Linked DNA regions of Mus musculus: region 2 is linked to region 1. Evidence: chromatin contacts called from public Hi-C data. All regions are on one chromosome and are shown on one strand. Each heading gives the region's core, a stretch centred on a gene start, on an enhancer-like site or on the middle of the called end of the contact. The rest is flanking DNA. Distances are from core to core; before and after follow the strand shown.

Evidence for each region. Hi-C and Micro-C count contacts between places; a contact is called where the count stands out from the background.
Region 2: a contact with region 1 is called in a Hi-C map of liver, with 3 times the contacts expected there. The contact joins the promoter of Acss3 here to the enhancer-like site in region 1. A contact is called at or near these places in 4 of 39 promoter capture datasets (3T3-L1-derived adipocytes, cranial neural crest and liver), 13 of 484 Hi-C or Micro-C datasets (cortical neurons, embryonic stem cells, liver and 2 more) and 1 of 115 datasets of contacts at active chromatin or transcription factors (liver).

The regions. Positions count from the first base shown.
Region 1 is chr10:106,939,382-106,943,207 of GRCm38.p6, reverse strand. The region is part of intron 13 of Acss3 (acyl-CoA synthetase short-chain family member 3); the gene reads left to right. Among named protein-coding and RNA genes, the nearest start is that of Acss3, 180 kb to the left of the region's middle. Within about 2 kb of position 1,592, at least 2 of the 459 cell types and tissues checked have an H3K27ac peak or open chromatin away from gene starts, as enhancers often do. A contact at or near this core is called in liver, where this site is marked.
Region 2 is chr10:107,121,088-107,125,012 of GRCm38.p6, reverse strand. Acss3 (acyl-CoA synthetase short-chain family member 3) reads left to right here and starts at 1,376. Exons shown (of 16, transcript NM_001142804.2): 1 at 1,376-1,725. The coding sequence starts at 1,430.

The DNA.
Region 1 (3,826 bases), core at 343-2,842:
TCAATGAAGGAGAGTGTTTAGGCTCACATGATCCACAAATCAGTGTACCAGGATCAGAAGATTCACAAGCCCCATTCTTCTTGTAATTGGCAGGTTCATCCTCTCTAATGGACCTGCCCAATGTCACACCAAATTTAAAATCTTAATTTATTTTTGTACTGATGTGATGACTGTAGTTTTTCCTTTAGTGCTATTTTTTAATGAAAACATCATTAAATGCCCTAGACTATGCAACCATTATTTTATATTATAATAATATTATCTTGTTTATAAGTAGGAGCTTTTTCTCATAACCTGAAATAGAATTTTTTTGCTTCAAAGATTTCAAACTGTTGTCAAATGGTGGTTCTGTTGGCATGAACATTTAATTTCTATTGCTTGCTTCTAGAAGATTAGCACCAAAATTCATATGCATTTCTTGTAGCCTAGCTAATCAAAATATGAAGGTGCTGTTCACATAGCTTTTATCAGCCTATTTTCATAGTTTTCTTACTTTTAGAATGAAAACTGCAATTATATGTTGTGAATTTTTATGTCTCTGCTGATATCCCTCTCACTGTGTGTTACAGCAGAGTTTAGACAAGCTGAAATAAGCAGATAAAGTGGAGAAATAAAAAGAACAGGCCAGTGTTGTTGACTTCCAACAGAAACATTGTTACGGGGTCTTAGAATATTTCTTAGCCCGTTAATCTAACATCTCTCTTTATATAAATACATGATTAACTTTTATTGAATATTTATGCTTAATAAGGCCTAATCACTTCATTTCATATCTGGCTTGGTTTTTTTTTTTTTTTTCTTAATTTGGAATCTCCTGTAGACTCGCTGAGTTATTGGCATTTGCCTGATAACATCTCTTAGAAAATTAATATACAGTCCTTTCTATGATTTTACTGTCTGTTATCGACACACCCAATTTTACGATTTAGTTTCTCATGTCTTTTTAGTGAGGAAAGCTCGCTTTTAAACACTGTTAGAAATAGAATGTGACATGTTTTAGCAAGAAGTAATTTGTGATGCACTCTACAGCGCATGACTTTTAATGTTATTATTGTATTAACTTGATATTAAATGGCTATAATTTGGGATAATCAGAAACATGTTTCAGTGTGTTTCAAAAGAATTGATATCAATATATATCTTTATTTATACATATATATCAACCTACCTATATATATTCATATTTCTGGGTCTGTTTAATATTGCTTGTGTGTATACAATGTTAGGACTGAGTATTTGGTATTGGATAACCAATTAGAAGGCTAAATAAAAATTTAAAAGGGTATTAAATTAGTAAACGTGAAATCAGTAGATAGTCTATGAAAAATTCCTGTCAGAAATAGCTGCAAAGAAATTTGTTCTTTCTGTCCTTTGTAAGAGAAAATGGAGCTGTCCCATAGATTTTATAAATTTAAAAGGACGTTATTATTCTTGCAGATCCCTGAACAAGAAATAGCCTTCTGTGACTGTGTAGTAATAAAATCTATTTTAAACACTGATTAATCTTTCAAAGCCTAGCAAGGAGCTGGAGAACTGAGAACCCTGGAGGAAGTTCAGAGCGCTCCCCTGAAAACTGTGACGTAAAATCTCTAGTTCAGGGTTAGTGTGGCAATATGAGGTGGAGCCAGCATGAGGCCTTTCTCTCAGCTCGCTCTTATGCTGTAGACAGTGTTCCTGGGAAAGAAGTTGGACTCTGAACCTTCATTCTTTCATGTGTAGCTAAAGTTTCCATTTGTTAATTAATCTAATCATATCGCTGGTAGTGTGGGAATCCACTCTCAATACGGAGCCTGGGCAGCCCAGGGCAGCCTCTTTGTACATCTCTCTCAGGAAAGAGCAATCTGATCAAGTACCCTGTTTTCAACAAGAAGGATTACACCAAGATAATCGAATATATTGTTGTGTAGTGCTGTGTCCTCTCTAAAGAGCCCCAGCAATTTCAGTTCCCCACAATGTTAAATGACTATTGTATGTAAGTAGTGACACAATTTCTGGTATATCGTGAGGATCCTGATGAAGATCCTGAACAACTGTAAGCACGTTGTAGAATACGCCAGTGGGAGAGGAACTGGAAAAGCATCCTCCTCCCTCCTGCTGTGGAGACCAAAAGACATAGAGAATGATTGATTTAAAAAAAAAATAACATTAAAGAAATTATTAAGGTTTTGCAACAGAAATTATCATTCCCCTCTTTTCTTCATGCCCTCCAGTTTTCCCATATGAACCCCTATGTCTCCTCTCTTTCCCCTTAAATTCTATTAAATTCATGGCATCTATTTCTATGATCATCATTGTTATATATGATCAATATTGTTATATATATGTGTGTGTGTACATGTGCATATGTGTATGTAAATATAAATACAACATAATGAGTCTGTCTAATGTTGCTTGTATGTAAAATTCTTTAAAATGTGCCCTCAAAAACTTGATTATGTTTCCTTCAGAACTTACGGATCTTATAAATTCAATAAAGTGGCCTATATAAAAGTGGCCATATTTGGAACAACAATGACAGCTATTTACCAAGAAAGTTAGTTGTGTTTTAAGTAGCATTCTTGTCTTAGCTCCTTAATGCAAGTCCATTATCAGTGCTTCATTGGCTTCACATGGAGGAAAAGCTTTCACTGTCCTCCTTGTGGGGTTTTGATTGATTTCTTGATCTCAGATGTTGTCAACATGCATTTTTGATGCTTTTCTCTTAAATTGTCCATTTAAAACTGCCATTTACGATGCAAATGTCATTAGTAGAACAACTAAGAAAGCCTCCCCTCTTCCTTTCTTGTTTCTACTGAATGGTTGAATGACATCATATTTTATCCAGTATTATAATGTACTTTATTTAGAGCTGACACGACATTCCGGAAAAATGAAACATTGTGATATTATATTCCAGGGGACTGTATGACTTATCCACAAATTATCTTTGGCTTTTAAAAATAATCAGCAGTTTCCTAACCAGATCAACATGTATCCCCATTAAAGATAGAAAAGCGAAGCAACTGGATGATAATTGGTAAAAAGTACACTGGAGAAGTTTTAGTATTTATATTTGGTTACCTGTATTGTCTTACTAGTTACACAACCAAATACCTGAAAGAAGTATTCAATAATGACCTTTGAATAGATCATAGCATCTTACAAATTAAGTTTCAGATGTTTGGAGCACTATTGAACACATTGTTGATGACCATTAACTCTAGATAACCAAGTAAAATGGCCATTCTTCATTCATCCAATCAAATAGACACTATCTAGCCTACCTGTATGTAAGTTGCTCTGGGTAAATATTCTGTTGTCAAGACTGGCAAGCAACTATAGTAACTACCTAAGAAAATCAGGCACTAAGTTATGTCTATATTTTCAATATATGGATTTTAAAAGTAAGATTCTAAAAAAAAAAAATTGTGAAGCAGTTTGGAATGTCTCCAGACAGAGAATGAATTCCTTTCTTAAAGCACTAATTTAGCATGCATTATTTTCAGTTGTGAGCATGGAAATTCTTACAACCCAGGAGTTTAGAGAAGGGATGCACTCATGACTTGTATATCCAAACAGGACCATGTGAGGTCACACATTGGATCTGTACCAAATGATTTTGTTTATCTTGAGTATTCTGAGTGTTTTGAAAAAAGAAACTGCAGTTTCACTATGACTTCATAAAAATAAAACCAGTAAAACAGCAACAGTAACAAAAATCACGTGGATCTTAAAGGTGGCACACTCCTCATTCTGTTGTGTTTTGTTTTATTCTGTCTTTCTGGCTTTTTATTCTACTTTGCCAACTCTCTCTCTCTGTCTCTCTCTCTGTCTCTCTCTCTCTCTC
Region 2 (3,925 bases), core at 127-2,626, 180 kb before region 1:
TTTTGATTTAGGCGATGGCAGTCTTCTAAGAAAGTTGGGAGGAATAAAACATGCTGTGGGTGGGTAGGAAAGGTGTGGAGTCTTGCTTCTTAGTTAAGGAAAATAGCTGAGGGGGTTACTTAAAGTTATTTCTCTCCTGCCTTGGATTAGATTCATGCTTGCAAAGTTTAGCCTTTATCTCTGCATCATTTTCTGCCTGCAGGATCATTTGTTTACTGCTTTCGAATTTATGGTTGTTTACAGGGTCCAGGACATTCCACCATTTCTCACCTAAGACTTGAGAATACATTATTTTTACACGTAAAACTTCAAATATTGTGACGCTAAAACAGAGTGGGCTTGGCACGATATTAAAGCAAAAGATTGTGACTTTCATTGAATTGTGAGAGAAGGCAGGTCCTGTAGAAAGGCAAAAGCCAGGCAGGGAAACACACCTGTGTGTTTTAAATTTTCTCAGCTTCGTCTTTATTAAGAGTCATTTTATCTTTTGATTTGTTTGAGAATAGCCTTCTGAGACTTAACCCACACATTACACAATTCACCCTCTCAAGGGGTAGGTACACTACAGTGAATTCTAGTTTCTTCAGGGTTATGGTGTGGTTACCATATTCGATTTAAGAGTATTTTTATTACTCCAAAGAAATCTCACAACCGTGTGTTCTCTCAAAGAGAGTCAGCATAACTCCAAAGGGAGTTAGAAGGGAGGAAAGGTTCCAAGTCCTTTGTATTCCTGCCTCTAAATACTGTGGAATGGACAGGCAGGTGCCTCCTGCTCTCAGCTTGGCTGTTGTCGCTAGTGGCCAGACCTGTCAATCACTCCTGGAAACACGCCCCCCCCCCCAACCCTGCTGGGTAACCCTCCTTCCACACCTCCTCTAGGTTGCCAAGAAATCCTGGAACAAATGATGCCCCGGAGCTGCTTGTGGTTTTAGTAAGTAGGGTTTGAGTTGAATTTTAAACAAAGAAATAAATGTGTAAAGGAAAATGATATCCCAGAGCCTCACTATAATGTCCAAAGTTATATGCTTTTGCTTTAGGAAAGAGACACATGCTTTATTTTAAATAAGCCATTGGGCCCTTTGGGCTTTTTCTAGGCGTCTTTGTGTGTATCTAAGTCCTATTAAACTCTCTGTCAAATTGCAAGTGACTGTCATGGGCTGAAAATGCGTGTAAGAGTTGAATTTAGGGGTGACGCAACTCAACCCCTATAAACTCCTGGCCACTTTCCCCAGGCCTCCGTTCCAGCCTGTTGCTTTCTTGCTGACTCCAGGTCGGTTTTTATCGCAGACTTCAGTTTGACTTCCAAACTTCGGGGCTAGGGGCTCACCTCTTGATTAGCCCCGCCTCCTGCAGGCTCCCCCTCGGGGCTAGTGCCACAGCTGTTGGGACTGCAAACTGCTCCGACTGCAGCTAGGGACAGAGAGAAAGTATGAAGCCATCCTGGTTGCAATGTCGCAAAGTAACAGGCGCCGGGACGCTTGGGGCACCTCTGCCAGGATCCCCTTCAGTAAGAGGAGCCGCTGTGACCCGAAGGGCTTTGGTGGCCGGGTTTGGGGGCAGGGGCTGCAGGGCTCTGACCACCGGCAGTGGTGGTGAGTACAAGACCCACTTCGCAGCCTCTGTGGCTGACCCCGAAAGATTCTGGGGTAAAGCTGCTGAGCAGATCAGTTGGTACAAGCCCTGGACCAAAACTCTAGAGAGCAGATACCCGCCTTCCACAAGTTGGTGAGTGGTGTCTTAGTCATTTCCATTATCTCCTAACTTCTTAGATGCCAAGGCTGGAAGGTCTGGGACCAGGGATCTAAAGTTCTAAGAATGAAAAGAAAATCAAAATGTACGATGCCTTCAGCTATTGCTTGTTTGTTGGTTTCATTCTCATAGCTGTCCTACATTCTCTTTCTGAAGTTCTTGGTTATCTAGGGTGATCCCAGTGCCACAGAGGTTGACTTGCCAAGGCCCTGCTTGGCAGTGGGGATGAAGTTAAGTGACCAAAACAAAGGCTCAGGAAAACAAAGGCTTGGCTTGCATGGACTCTGCTGACTAGAAGAGGAGATCCTGTGTAAACAAATATAGAGTGTGTAATAGACTAGGGAATTATGGAGGGAGAAAGGGGGAAGGGCTGAGCAAGCCCTGGAAAGATTAGATCTCATCATTTCAAAGCTGAAGTGATCTTAGTATCAAAGTTCAAGGGGGTACCAGAGAGCCTGAAGTAACGGACACTGTAACTGTGTTATCTGGAGAAGTGAGAGAAAGGAGTTGGGGTAAAAGGAGGATTAGATAGTGTGCTAGGTACCATAGGCTTGTGCGTATGAAACCCCAGGATTGCCTAGGGGCTGATAGAGGCCAGGTGACCCATGGAGTCACAGTAGGAAGAAAGCTTTCATCTTGACATTTCAATTATAAATCCTTTCAAACATTGCTTTTATATTCAAAGGAGAAGACATTGTAGAAAAGTGTCTTTAGGCTACTGAGAGAGTGAGGCCCACAGACATGGAGTTTCTGGGTGCCTAGCCCTTTAAGGATATGGCTTCTCCCATCTGCTAGTTATTAGGAAATATTATCTGTAAAATTTGAAAAAAGAGCTTCGTAGCAGATGAGGGCAGTGCATTGGTCAAGCTGCCCTCTGTCTGTTCGGTTGATGACTTTATTCTCAGAACAGAGAATCTGTAATGAGAGTGAGAGGAGTCCCTTTTGCGTCTTCATCCTGCCTTGTTCCCTTTTGGTTTTGTTTGTGGGAATGTTTCCATGGTGATTCACATGCCCCCCCCCCCCACACACACACAATTTCATTTCTTATTCTAGTAGTATATGATCCATTCACTTTTTTTGTGGTGACAGCGAACTAGGCAGTAAGTATATAGCCATGGGTGAGTAACAGTGTTAGCTCTCTGGAACACATTGCCTGTGACTTAATCTCCATTTTTTTTCTTCCTTAAAATCAAGTCATTAGTTTGAGGATTAGCTGATTAAAGAAACAAGACTGGGTGACCCTGTGGATTAGACTGTAATTGTTATTAGTGGAAAAGCTAACTTTTTAGTTTTCATTTTGCAATCATGGTAGGAACAGGAAGCTTTTTTATTGCCCTTCATATGACAACAGAGATTATCACCCAAGGTTGTTCTCAAAGCTCAGTATATCTGTCATAAATTACTGCTCTCTAATAGTCTTATGTGGCTACCTTTACCACAAAACCAATATGCAAAGATTTCAGGTAGAAGGTCACTGGGGGCTGGTGAGATTGGCTCAGTTGGTAGAGGTTAGGATCTTGATGCCAGTATTGACAGCTTAGGTTCAGTCCTGGGGACTCTCAGGGCAGAAGAAGAGAACAGACTCCCAAAAGTTGTTTTGTTTTGTTTTGTTTTTTTTTTTTTTTTTTTATGGGAGGGGAGGGGATATCTGTATCCATGTTGTAACACACAGGTGCGCACGCGCGCGCGCGCGCACACACACACACACACACACACACACACTAAATAAACAAAGTTAACAATTTTACAAAGAGGTCACTGGGATACTGTCACTGAAACCTGAAGATAGTCAAATAAGTCTTGGGCAATGGCAGTGACAGAAGAGAGACTGAAGTGAGTCCATAGGCCCAGCATGGGTCAGTGAAGCTCCAAGAAACAGCAAAGAAAGAAAAATTAATGCCCGTGGCAGAAGGTGACTTAGGACACAAGAGCTCCTTCCAAAGACTTGTTTTTCTTCTTTAAACTCAAACTTTTAGTGGAAATTTTAAAAGTTGTGCAAGTAACATACTGCTTTTAACAAGAACTTTTGAAGATTTGTATGTCAATCATTTTAATCCGTGGTAGATCACTAGCATTTGCTAACGTTGCACCTGAATTATTCATCTTTGAACTCAAGGGTCAAGATCTCTCTTACCTCTTTCCTGGCATCCTAGATTAATACAATTTTTTAGTCTCA